Linked DNA regions of Mus musculus: all the other regions are linked to region 1. A link is a contact called in public Hi-C and promoter capture Hi-C data. All regions are on one chromosome and are shown on one strand. Each heading gives the region's core, a stretch centred on a gene start, on an enhancer-like site or on the middle of the called end of the contact. The rest is flanking DNA. Distances are from core to core; before and after follow the strand shown.

The links. Promoter capture Hi-C pulls out the DNA fragments that hold promoters and counts their contacts. Hi-C and Micro-C count contacts between places; a contact is called where the count stands out from the background.
Region 2: a contact with region 1 is called in a Hi-C map of LSK cells, with 7 times the contacts expected there. The contact joins the promoter of Gtf2f2 here to the promoter of Zc3h13 in region 1. A contact is called at or near these places in 1 of 39 promoter capture datasets (liver), 1 of 484 Hi-C or Micro-C datasets (LSK cells) and 1 of 115 datasets of contacts at active chromatin or transcription factors (thymic regulatory T cells).
Region 3: a promoter capture Hi-C map of pre-B cells shows a contact between it and region 1, with 3 times the contacts expected there. The contact joins the promoter of Esd here to the promoter of Zc3h13 in region 1. A contact is called at or near these places in 4 of 39 promoter capture datasets (the C10 cell line, liver and pre-B cells), 4 of 484 Hi-C or Micro-C datasets (centroblasts, extraembryonic endoderm stem cells, liver and 1 more), 4 of 115 datasets of contacts at active chromatin or transcription factors (the 230-238 cell line, large pre-B cells, memory CD8 T cells and 1 more) and 2 of 9 other capture datasets (adipose tissue and liver).

What each region holds. Positions count from the first base shown.
Region 1 is chr14:75,282,407-75,286,787 of GRCm38.p6, reverse strand. It overlaps Zc3h13 (zinc finger CCCH type containing 13), which reads right to left and starts at 2,422. Exons shown (of 19, transcript NM_001359875.1): 1 at 2,123-2,422. It overlaps Cpb2 (carboxypeptidase B2 (plasma)), which reads right to left. Exons shown (of 11, transcript NM_019775.3): 11 at 3,233-3,557. The coding sequence ends at 3,373.
Region 2 is chr14:76,008,617-76,012,997 of GRCm38.p6, reverse strand. Gtf2f2 (general transcription factor IIF, polypeptide 2) reads left to right here and starts at 2,133. Exons shown (of 8, transcript NM_026816.3): 1 at 2,133-2,318. The coding sequence starts at 2,253. It overlaps Gm36429 (a long non-coding RNA gene), which reads right to left and starts at 2,252. Exons shown (of 2, transcript XR_383601.2): 1 at 1,915-2,252; 2 at 886-1,088.
Region 3 is chr14:74,730,097-74,734,477 of GRCm38.p6, reverse strand. Esd (esterase D/formylglutathione hydrolase) reads right to left here and starts at 2,181. Exons shown (of 9, transcript NM_016903.5): 1 at 2,090-2,181.

The DNA.
Region 1 (4,381 bases), core at 1,173-3,672:
AACTGACTCTTGCCTGAAGATGTTCCTCCATTTGGTATTCAAATTATTCTTTGGTTAAGGCTATCACCACCTATTTCTTCCATCTTTCTCAAATACAAGAGTTATCAAAACCAAATGACTATGCAGTTGTTTTCCTTTATCTAGTCTCCTCTGGAGTGTAATAAATATTTGGAACTTTCATCATCTCCTTTCAATTAAAAAAAAAAAGGAAGAAAATTCAAATTCAGGGACAATAATACTGAGCCTATTAAGAGAAAATACATCTCAAATATGAGAACTGCTCCCCTTCTTCAGGGAACAATATACTCTGAGTTCCATACCATCAACCTGGCTGAGAAAGGAGCATGGCAGAGGTGGCTCTTCTTGAATAAGTAATTACTTTCAAGGCCTCTTAAATTTTGTTAATAAAAAATATGCTAATTGTGAATTCCCTTATCCTAAATGTTTAAAACCAGGTATATTTTGGATTCAAATCCTGTTAAGCTAAATATATGTGTGTGTGTGTGTATATGTATAAGTAATATATACATATAATACATATATGTATCTTTAAAAAAGACCAAGATTTAAATTCAAAATTTATGCTTAATACAATATAAATTAACACTAATGACTTAATATAATGTATTGATATAAAAGTCATACTGTGCTTTAGTATTCTAAATTTATATTACAGACATTAAACTGAGGTAAGTGTCTCCAGTCTAGACATTAATCAGGCCCAATCCAGATAAGCTTCTGAGATCAGGTGTTCAGGGTGATACGGCCTGCTGAGAACAGAGAATATACTCAGAATAAAGGTTAGTGTTCACTCCAAGTCACCAGTAAACAGAAAGCAAATAAAGAAGCTGTATCCCTGGATTGAACATATCCAGGAAAACAAAAACAAAAACAAAGCAACACAAAACAACAACAAAAAACCCAAAAACCAAAACTACACTGTGTACAAACCTTATTTACATTATTTAAAATTAGCATAAAGTACTTTTATAGGATTTACATTGCACTATGTATTAGAAGTATAGAGATGATTGAAGGCATATAAAACATCGTTTTCCAGAAGGGATTTGAGTTTCTGCACATTTAGGTATCTGAGTCACCCCCTATGTGTTGGTATCAACTACATCCTACCAGATGCTCACACTGAAACTCAAGTTTCAGGGCACAACCGTTTGCACAGAAATTGTGACATTCCTACATCAGCTTGCTAAGTCTCCAGATGAAACTGTCATCTGATATAATCTAACTAAGAAGTTGGAGGTTATTTAAAAATTTATACGTCTGTGTTGCGAAATATTGTTGTTTGGATTCTAAAGCTAGTAATGTTAAGTACTACATAGCAAAACTAAGCATATAGGCAGAGCCGCATAGTGATCTGGACTAACTAAATAAACATATCACAGACTTTTAAACCCTTAAATGCCAAACTTAAAGGTCCAACCTTTTCAAATTATTTTTTTTTGAAATTCACAAACCAGGAGAGACTGTGCACGCCCATAACTGAAAGAGTTCAAATTATCTGAAGACTCCTAATAAAACGAATTAACTTAAGATACTGCCTCTCACAAGCAAGATCCTACCAATATCATCCAAGTATTTTCTTCAACTCTGAATACTTTTCCAGCCACATAAATGTCAACCTGCTTAGCAAGTGATACTGCCAGATATATCTTCTCCTTTCGTTCCAGCTTCCCGTTGCCTGGGAGTATAAAGATAAAACAGTACTCCTACACTCCCAATAGTATTTACTGCAGCCGGGAAATAAGCAAGACCAGGAACAATCAAAAGGACTCTCCTTTCTTCAATAGATCTGGAATACGTGAAGAAGGCAACTCTAAATCCAAGAAACACAACTGCTGCATCCTTTCACCACACACAAATGCGACCACCACACCACGGTATCCGAGTCCGCCTGCTTCCTGACACAGACTGCAGAATCACAACTGGAGCAACAGCCAGATCTAACACCAAGAGCCTCTGCAGAGTCAAGGGTGGGATGCTCAAACAGCGTTCAGAAACACAAGCAGCACAGAACAAGGCGAGCGAGGATGGAGGCCACAGCGCAGGACGCCCACACGAGCCGGGTCCAACGCCTCTTCCCATCCGCTCCCCGAACGCTTACCTCCTCTCCAAGCACCCTTGTAAGCGCAGTCTTCAGGACGTCCCTGACGCCTCAGCTCCGGCTGTCCCCGCGCCCGGCCCCGGGAGGACGACCAAGAGGACGTGCACGCGCGGCTCCCAGGGGCCGGCCCTCCTCAAGCGGGGCGGACGCCGGGAACAGGGAGCAGCGGAGCCGCCCGGATCTTCTCCCAGCTCTGGAGAGCTCCGGACACGAGACGAGAGACGCACAGAAGCCACTGCAGAGCAACGCTAAGACCACAACTCTGCCTGGCCGCTACACTGGCAGCATCTAAAAGCCGACGGAAGTCGCGAGTTTGCCCGACTCCTCCGCAGGCAAGGCAGCTTCCGGCCCCCAGATTAGTCGTCATCGAGTAAGCCCCGCCCCTCTCAGACCACGCCCCCTCGCGTCCGACGCGAGGGCAGTGCGGAGTGTGTTCCTGACGCCTGTTTACTAAGGTCTGGGGACACGGAGTCAGCGTGGGAGGACGGAGATTCTCAGTTGACTGAGATTCTGGTTTTCACCGTTTTCCATCGCATAAAGTGCTACTTTGTTTCGGCAGTAACCACCAGCCTGGTGCGTTTCGAAGCTGCAGATTTTGACAACCGCCCGTCCCCCGCCTGGGCCTGAAGCTGGAGCAGAAATGCACGGATTGCGTTTTCAAGAACAAGAGCAGAGACTGATTAAAATTTTAGGGTGCAAACCCTTGAGGTGCTACAGAGTGCCTTTGCTTTTCCTGCTTGGATCCAATGATCTCCGTAGATTTAGGGTAAAAGTTGCTTAGGAGGAGCTGGAGAGATGGCTCCAGCCGTTAAAAGCGGTTGCAGCTCTTTCAGAGACCAGGTTTGACTCCCATCCCCCACGTGACTGCTGACCACCTTCTGTAACCTTCAGTAACAGCGGTTCCCCATTTTCTTCTGGCCTCTGATGGGGGTCCAGCATAAACCTGGTGCTTAAACTCACACCCTCACGCCCCACCACACACACAGTACATCTTAAAACTGCTTAAGATAGCTGTTCATCATAAATCAAGGGACGGTGGGGTGGGACCAGTAGCTAACCTCTTAGAATAAAAATAATAAAAATAAAAATGTTAAAATACACAGGGGGCCATTTTCACTCTTAAGCTCAAAGTAGTGTGCTTTTTATTCTTCAACAAAACCAAGGAAACTGATTCAACTTAGAAGCTAATGCAACAGTTAAGTGTTGCTGAAATCAATAAAATAAAAATAATGAGAGCGGAGGTTAGGGCATTAAGTGTTCCTGATGACATGCCAAACTATTTTAGAGATGGCGGCCAAAGCTTCTGCACAAGTGGGTTTGATGTATCTCTCAGGCAGCAAGAATCCGTATCTGCCTGTATCTCGGAGCTCAATTGTAAACGAATATTTGATGCCCAAATCATAGATCCAATCGTCAGAACCTCCAGGAGCTAGATCTAAAAGAGACACAAAATATATTTATTTCATAGCAACAAACACTTTATTTCATTGTAGAAACGAAAATAGCTTCCTTCTGGATGTTACCTAAATTTCTTATCTGAAAGTTGTAGTCATCTAAAAGAAACCATGTTAAGAAAGAAAACACATGTTGCCCAGAACTCAACAATAATCTGATTAAGGAGTGATAACTGCCAATAACATTTTAGTACATTTTACAGTGCATGTACTTTCTGTCTTAATTTGTAACATTTCTGGAAGTAATTATTGTAACATTACCAAATGTATCATTATTGTGTTTGAATAGACATTATTTTGAGTCATTTTAAGGGATTGCATTGTAAACTATAGTTGATTCAAATAATTTTGTTGATAAATAACTTAGTTTCTTTAGAATGAGCACCATTGTCCATAAATCAATGTTTCCTACTTCAGTAGCTTTTCTAGAGTTAAAGTTCCTTGACTAAAGTGGTGTACCTTTTACAGTTACCACACTTGTCACCAAGTACTAATCAAAAGAATGGAACCTCTCTCCTCCCAGGAGAGTGTCAGCATACCCAACTGGCAGCTTCTGCACCATGGGCAAGAATCTTGCATCCTGTCAGTTTTCTGGGAAGAAGAAGAAGGAGGAGGAGGAGGAGGAGGAGGAGGAGGAGGAGGAGGAGGAGGAGGAGGAGGAGGAGGAAGAAGAAGAAGAAGAAGAAGAAGAAGAAGAAGAAGAAGAAGAAGAAGACGACGACGATGACGAGGAGGAGGAGGGAGAGGAGGAGGAGGAGGAGGAGGAGGAGGAAGAAGAAGAAGAAGAAGAAGAAGAAGAAGAAGA
Region 2 (4,381 bases), core at 884-3,383, 730 kb before region 1:
ATCACCTTGTCTGCCACCCATTTAGACATCACTTCCAAGCATGGCTACTTCCTCCACCAAATTAACTTTACCTTCATTGTTTGAGATTAAAGGTGAATCTAAGGGTTTGCCTGTATTCCAGCCAGAGGGATTACAGGTGCATACTAAGGGCTGAGCCACACCACAACTAGAAACAGGTTCAAATATCCTGTAACAGTGGTCTATGAGGAGATATCTTATCTAAACCATTATATCTCTGAGCCATTATAGCCATGAGCTTTGTTAAGTTGGACGGTTTACCTGTGTATGTTCAATGTAAATACTTTATCTTTAAAGCCATTCCTGGGGTGTGCCAGGCTCCTTTGTGTTCTTCTCACATATACTTGAACCAAGACTAAAGCACTTCTCATAGGCTCACCTTTTAACACTTTAGGCCTGTTTCCAAGCTGTTATAAGAGAATGCAACTTTTCTTTCCAATGAGTGCCTGGTCTTTTCCATCACATTAGTTTTGCCAGCAGATCTCAGAGACCTGACAGTTTTCCCAGCCCTTATGCTGCACAGATATAGACTCTCTGCAGTTTTGTGCATAGCTCTGGTGTGTGATTCAATAAATTACTTGCCATTCTTCCAATACCTTACTGCTTGTTTCTCTTCAGCAAATGTTCATTCAACCAAAGCCTACTGACATCCCACAGTATGTCAAACACTGTGCTGGGTGCTGTGCATATAAAATGAATAAAACACTATTTTGTATTTGTCCATTCTGCTTCAGCAAATCTGGGGCAAAAACAGTACTTTTGTCTAGGAGTTCAGTCAGTAGTGTAGAAAACAAAGATAAACACGCCTCTCATGGTACAGCGTTAAGCATCACACACTATCATATGGGGAAACAGAACTTTATCTAGGGGGACTCTCTTTTCTGTGTGGTCTTTATTTCATTTCCACTTGTCTGTGTTTATAAGTAGAAGTTTGCCAAAGGACAGGGCCAGTGTAAAGATCAGGGAAAGCAGGGCATCTAAGGCACAGGAATTGGTTTGAAAGAGGCTCTGAAATGGTAAGAGGAAGGTCCTGGAGTCTTCAAGCAGGTGGATGGGCTTGGTGTGGAATCCTGTGTGGAACAGAGAGTATAGGAAGGATCAAACCCAAAGGACTCAGTTGAAGCACAGGGTAGAATTTCATTCCAAAGGCAAGTGGGGGAGGAAATTACCAAATGAAGACTCAGGAGCTAGAAGCTGCGGTGAAAGCCTGCTAACTCTGAGAGGCAGAAAAAGTACTCAGCTGACCTTCCCACTCCACCGACTTCTCAGAAGGAAAAGCCCCTTCTCCTTCATGCACTCTTAAATACCCTTCACCTCAAACTCTCTCCTTTCTCTTGCTCATGTTCACTCTCTTGTCAGCTGGCTACTTGCTCTGCCGCCTGATCTAGGGTTGACTTTATTTAGCTCTTGGATTAATGTGCGCGCTAGGTAGGGGTGAGCCAGGCTACCTATACTTGTTTACAGTAAACAGAAAGTTCTAGGATCAAAGGCTGAGCCACAGTTATTAACAGATTCTTCCAGTTCACAATCTCAGGGCTCATAATGTGATCCAATATCCTGCAACCGGAAACTGTTTAAGCAGGGCAGTTGGATAATCAGATCTGTTTCTTACATGGTGGGTCTTACCAACTCAATTAGATGGCATTCAGGTTTCGGCGTCTGAAAGAGTGTATGCTGCTTGCACGGTGTGAATTGATTTTTATGCCTCGAAAAGGCATGTGTCCAGCATACTCACTTGTACTCTAGTGCCCACTTGTGCCAATGTTAATTGGGCCAAGAAAGTGACTTTTTTTACCCCCAAGTCTGTCCTTAAAATGCCTAGCTTCTTTATCTAGGGTTGGGTATAAATACACACAGCTTTTGTCTGTCTAAACCTTAATCTTTCCACTTTGTCACCTTTGCTGTAAACGCACGGTTCAGGATTAGGCTCTTCCTTTCCCAGCACTCGAATCCCAAGATTGCACGTTGCCGGGAGTCACGCCCATCTAGGAAATTGCCGGAGCAGGAAGTTTGTCCCTCTCGGCGCGCTGTCCTGACGTAGTCGTGCGCAGGCGCAGTTCTTCATTCGGCGGCGTGTTCTTCTCATCTAAGTTCCTGGTTCCCGGGCTGTGTGCGACGCCGGCTTTTCGCGGTCTACTTACTCCCTTGGCCGGCTCTGGACTGTCGCTCTCTGCCTTTCAGCGCCGGGACCACTGCTTGTGCGCGCACTGCACGCCTCCTCACGCGACAAGCTCATGGCGGAGCGCGGGGAACTCGATCTGACGGGCGCCAAACAGAACACCGGCGTGTGGCTGGTCAAGGTGAGTGAGACGCGAGCCCCGCGGGGCGCTTCCGAAAGTTCTGGGTCCGTCTTGCTCGGGCCACCGCTGTTCTGAGAAGCGGGTCGCTGTTGCGTCCGTTTGCAGGTTGGAGAAGTTACTTTAGGGGACACAGGGCGTCTTTCAGGCCGTCTCTCAATTTCATCCGCCCACCATGGAACTAACTCTCTTTACCGCCAAGACCTGGCCTTCCTGGAGTCCTGACCCGGTGGTCCCCGAGTGGGCAGTACATTTACCCCAGGTCGGAAAAGTCCTTGCGGTTTTCTTTTTGGTAAGGTTAACTTTAGTTATGAACGTGTATAAATTACTTGAATAGATATTCCGTACAGTTTTCTGGACCACAAAGTGGAGCTGGTCCCTGTGTACTCTGTTGTTTTGAAACAATCTCTCTGTGTAGACTTGGCTAGCCTGGAACTCGCCATGTAGACTCCTGTCGCTTTACACGGCTAGTGTTGCCTGGGTTGGTAATTCAATTGGAGCCTTCGAAAGACCTAGAAGTTCTGAATTCAAAGAGAAGTTGTTGACTTCGTGTTTTTAAAGAGCGAGTTTAGGATTCATGAAACCAACCAGCAGTAAATGTTTTAAGTGGTCATGCGGCAGACCTCGTTTGCCCCAGTGGTCGCCATCTATTCGGGTCACTTTTTTTTATATGGGGTGGGAGGCTCTGTGGGGAATCTCATTCTGAAAAACCATATTTAAATGGGATCATGAAAGTTTCCCAAACTTGTTTTTTAAATGGTTTATCTTTGTAATGAGTGTTTTAAGTCCATGGCTGAGTTCTCATCAAGACAAAGTGTTTCTTCCTGTCCTTTTCTCTGAAACAGCTCTCGTCGTTTGCCAGCACAGCAGACTATGTTAAGTTCTTCAAACCCCTGAACAGTTTCTAGTGCTCCTTTGTACCTGTCTGTATCTATTGTTGATGCCCCTACCCCCAAGTCACTTTCTTTGCACTTTGATTAGTGTTTGGCACATATTACTTTTCCAATATGTGATGAATATAAGAAATTGAAAAGGCACACGCCTTTAATTCCAGCACTCGGGAGGGAGAGGCAGGTGAGTGAGTTCCAGGACAGCCAGAGCTATACAGAGAAACCCTGTCTCGAAAAACCAAAAAGAAAAAGAAAAGGCTGTATGTCAAAGAGACACAAACTAAAGTGGGTAGGAGTTAGTCCTGTCAGTTTCATCGGCGGGCGATTAATGAAACACACCTCTGGGTGTTTCTGGTGCTGTTTCTGGAGGCAAAGTAGGTCACAGGGCTATGATCTAATTAAGGGATTAGTTACTCTGTTGGTGGATTTATAATGTGACTTCTCTGGGAGGTAGTGAAAGGTAGTGGGGCGGGGCCTAGTTGGAAGAAGTAGATTCTGGCTGTATGTTCTTAGGGCTGCCCTGGCCCTCTCTGTATCTCCTCTATATCATGGCCACTGTGGAGTGAGCTGCAGCACTTTTCCTTGTTTTTCCCACCATGACAGATAGAAACTGAGATACCCAGTGCAAAATAAATCTTAAATTGTTTCTGTCAGATATTTGGTCACAGTGACTAAGTCTGACTAAAACAGAGAATACAGCAAAGGGTTATAAGTAACAGGAAAAACGAAAACCTATTCTCTCCTTTCCTTTCCCTTCCCTTCTCTCCCTCTCTCTTCATCTCTCCCTCTCTCTCTCTACCTTTCTTAGTTCAGGCTGGCCTGGAAGTCTCTGTGTAGCCCAGGCTGGCCATAAACTCATGGTAATTCTCCCACCTAGGTGTGTGTTAGAGCACCTGTGCTTGAGTATTTATGTTAGATAAATACACAGATATATATCTTAGATAAAGGAGAGCTACCAAATAGACAGGACTGTGGTGTGCACACCTTTAATCTTAGTACTTGAGAAGTTAGCCTGGTCTACATTGAGTCAGGGGAATGTTGTAAGACCCAGAAACCAGAAGAGGGCATTGGATCCTCTGGTATTACAGGTATGGCTGGTTATGAGCTGCCATGTGGGTACTGGGAATTGAACCCAGGTCCTCTGGAAGAACAGTCAGTGCTTTAAAGCTGAACCAT
Region 3 (4,381 bases), core at 932-3,431, 550 kb after region 1:
AAGCTCAACGAGCTCCTTAAATACTTTAAAAACTTGAGACCAAATATCACATGGATTTTTTATCAATGGAAAGGAATGCTCATGTGCACCAGTCACTTATAAATCAAACTCAAGATGACAGAAATAAGTAAGCTACTGTCTGCGGGTGTGTGTGTGTGTGTGTGTGTGTGTGTGTGTGTGTGTGGAGCCTCCTGCAGGTGCTCACTACAGAAGGCGTTATGGAGAAGGAACTGCGTCTGCCGGGGAGGATAGCTCCATATATGTACCCTAAAGCACTTCCATGGGATGAAATGTGGATGCAGAAGACAGTCATGGGATGTGGTCCTGTGAATCAACCCTGAAGATTGTGGGATTGTGTCTTCGTTTCTATAGAAAGTTTGTGAAAACTAAAACCAGAAAAAAGCTGATAAAATTTAAAAAAAAGTTTGCATCACTGTAATAATAAATGTTAAATGGCTCTAAAAACTACAGTTTATAAAATAAAAAAAAAGTTAAAGTATGAATAAGATATTTTAAAATAGGTTTAGTGTAGCTTCGTCCAGGTCACTTACATTCCCTAACTCATAGCAAAATTGACTTACTGACTTGCTTTGGACCTGTAAGCTCTAGTTACAAAAAGCATTCTTTTACTGGCATTCTATTTGTTGAAAATCTTTTATGCCATAATTTACTCTGTCTCCTTTGTGTGTAGACACACCAGTAGTTGCCATCGTGTTAAAACTGCCTACCATATTCTATACCTTGTACATGTTCACACTCCAAAGTACCATCTAGGTTGCATAAGCTGATTCTGGTATGCTCACCCAAGAATGAACTTTCTTAAGTTTCTCAGGACCTATGTTGTTTGTTAAGATACAGTTGCCTCCAGACTTAGTCAGGGCTTAGTCACAGACCTTTGACAATGGCAACACACTTTTGCTGCTTCACAATGAATAAGCATATTCTGCTGCTTTGGGGAAGGCATAAATTCACAGTCCTGACCACCATTTCTTTACTCAAAGCCTGTCCTGCCTCCCCCCCCCTCTATTTCATTCTTAGTTCCCAACTCCCCCACCCCACGCCCCTTTCCCAGTTCTTGTCACATATTTTCCCCCTAACTCATAGTCCCTAAATTTCAAACACATCTTCTGGGCTGAAAAATCTAAATCTGTCTTTTCATATTCAAATTTTAAGCATTAGTGCCAAACTGCTATGCATTTATTTCGCATCGCTATAGCAAAACCCAACACATTTAAAATTAAACTTAGATCCTTGCCTGTACAGCCTATCTTATATCTGAAATGTCTCAAAAGTTGAACTTTAAAAGTTTCGTTGCACGCGCCCTAAATCCCTGGAGAACCAGGCGTTCGAGAACAGCCTGGTATACAAAGTGAGTTCCAGGACAGTCAGAACTACAATGTCTCAAAAACAAAATAAAACAAAATCTCAGTATCATCATAGCAATTATATATAGCTAAGAGCTAATTAAAACCTTAGTCTACTTTCTTACTAGTATGTCCCACTACAAACAATACTGTTATAGAAGCCTGGGGTTTCATTCCTTTAACTTTTCAAAGAATGCCTATAGATTGCTGACCATTAGGCCTAATATGGCCTACATAAAAAATGGTGAATTTTATTAATTTTAAATAACATAAGTGCCATCTTTCTGACGACTCAACCACAAATCACCTATGGACGGCCGCCTACACCTGAATTTTTACCACTGGGCACGGCCTCGAGCGCGCTGCCCAAGACACCTCAGGGCCCTAGTGGCGTCGCCTGCAGCCCAGGCTGGGATCCCGGAGGGAAAGCGTTCCCCGGGCTCCGCGCGGGAATGCTCGGCGAAATGCCGTCCCGGCGGGCACTCCACCAACCCGAGCATCCCAGCGAGCCTGGCGCCCCAGGTCACACATTGTTTCCAGCTCCCCGAAGTTAAAGCGATTAGCAGGCCCTGCGGGACGAGGCCTGCCTTACCGCGGCGGGAAGGGTGCAGAGATCGTCACCATTCCCCGCTGCTATCACCACCGCAGGTCTAGGCGTCCGCGCACAGCCGCCCGAAAACCAGGTAGTAGAGAATGCTTGGGACTCACGACCCATTCCATCTTACCTCGGTGAGGGGCAGCTTCTAACTCGCCAGGGAAGAAGGTTGGGGCTTCCGCCCCGAGCACTGCCTCTGGCTCCGCCCACACCATATGTCCCGCCCCGGCCTCCGGGGCGGGTCCCACGTAGAGGCTCCTCCCTTTGGGCCCGTCCCCTCCTTTGGCCGCTTACTCTGGTCCCCTCTCACGGCCCCGCCCTCAAGTCCCTCCCTTTCTCTGCCCCTCTCCTCCCCAGCCCTCCCTCCTGAGCTGCTCCCATTCTGAGACACCGCCCCCAGGGCGCGCACTCTCCTAGCAGACCTGCCCTATGGATACACCCCAAGGGAGACTAGGAGTTCCCGGACCCCGACCCTCCCCTACAAGGCCATTCCCAAGAGACTTTTCGCCGGGTTCCTGTTTCCGCGGTGTGTCAGGATGAGCCAAAAGTGTGTCTGTCATGACACTGGACCTCTAGACCTCTGTAACTTGCTTCAGATGCTCCCAGAAGGCAACAAGAGAATGAGGCTCTAGTACACCAGCTGGCCTCTCCCAGTTAACTTGTGGAAAGGGCTTGTGTGGAACTCTGCAGTTGTTTGGAAACCTGAGCAGAAATTTCACATTTCCACCCTCATTCCACATCTACTCTGCACCTGCTTGATTTGGAGCTTCTAGGAGGAGGACACATTCATTAACTCTTTTCAATGTCCATTTTTTTCTCCCCTCTTCCCTCAATAAAAGTTGAACTGTGTCAGGGTTTCTGGTTAATCATTTACAGCAGTTCTCAACTTCATCCAATTTAACCAGCAAGTGTACTTTGTTCAGAAAATTAAATATTACAAGCAGTTTTTAAAACCAGTATTTAGGCTGCTAGGTTGTGGATACTATGTATAACCTGTAAGATTGTCTGGTTTAATAATCACGCAGCCTGTGCATTTGCAACAAACTGTCAGAAGGACCCAGTGCCTGCTCTGTGTGTATAGGCTCTCCATCTTAGTTTTGCTGGGGGACTTGCAAGTTATGTGGCTAGTCAGGCTAAAAAACAAGTAGGTGAGCTGAGCTCAGTGGAATATAACCTGTGTGGATGAGCTGCCACGCAGAACGTTGCTTTTCTGTGTCATGTGGCAGGCATTTGTGTACCTGTTTAATGGTTAACCAAAGAATGTTATTTTGAGAAAGCATTAAGGTAAATTCTTAAAATTATTATTATTAACAGAGTCTTAAATGTAATTCTGGCTAGCCTGGAACTTACTACGTAGACCGGCTGGTCTTGAACTCAGAAATCCCCCTACCTTTGTCTCCCGAATGCTGGGATTAAAGGTATACTCTATCACTCCCAAGCTAACTACTTTTAAATGTAATTTATTGGAAAGGTAATTTTTTTTCAAACTGAGTTTCACAACTGAAGTTATGAAAGATTACCCAAGTCTGCAAATTCTTTCTAATTGTTAAATGCTTGAACAAAGTTTAAAGGGTGTTCAATTAGTATCTTGATCTCTTTAAGGTACAAACTAACTCCAAAGAGTTCTTGTATCCATATTAGTGGTAATAATCATAATGACAGTTTCTCTCAGTCAGCATGAAATTATACTAGATCAAAACTTCTATTTTCAAGAACATTAATACTATATATTGTTATTTGGGTGTGAAAGTAAAGAAAACCGAATCTGAAAGTAATGTTGATATTTCTGATAATGAAAATGAATGAATAGTAATCACTTAAAGAAATATGTCCAAAATTACCTAGAGCAGTGGTTCTCAACTTTCCCAATACTGCAGCCATTTAATACAGCTCCTTGTATTGTGGTGACTCCCAACCATAAAATTATTTTTGTTGCTACTTTATAGCTGTAATTTTGCTACTGTTATGAATCATAATGTAAATCTCTGGTTTTGTTGTTTTGTTTTGTTTTGTTTTGTTTGTTTTTTGGGTTTTGTTGCTGTTGTTGTTTTGTTTTTTGTTTTTCGAGACAGGGTTTCTCTGTGTAGCCCTGGCTGTCCTGGAACTCACTTTGTAGACCAGGCTGGCCTCAAACTCAGAAATCTGCCTGCCTCTGCTTCCCAAGTGCTGGGATTAAAGGCTTGCGCCACCACCACCTGGCAAATATCTGGTTTTTGATGGCCTTACATGACCCCTGTGAAAGGGCCATTTGGCCCTCCAAAGGGGGTGCACCCCACAGGTTAAGCACTGCTGACCTCTAGGTCTGTGACTGAGAATATTCAGTTTCTCAGTTTGAATGAATATGAGCTATGAGCGGGATGCAACCAATAAAAGAACTCAATGAAAATGACGAAAACTCCAATCTGCTTCAGATCTGTGGGGA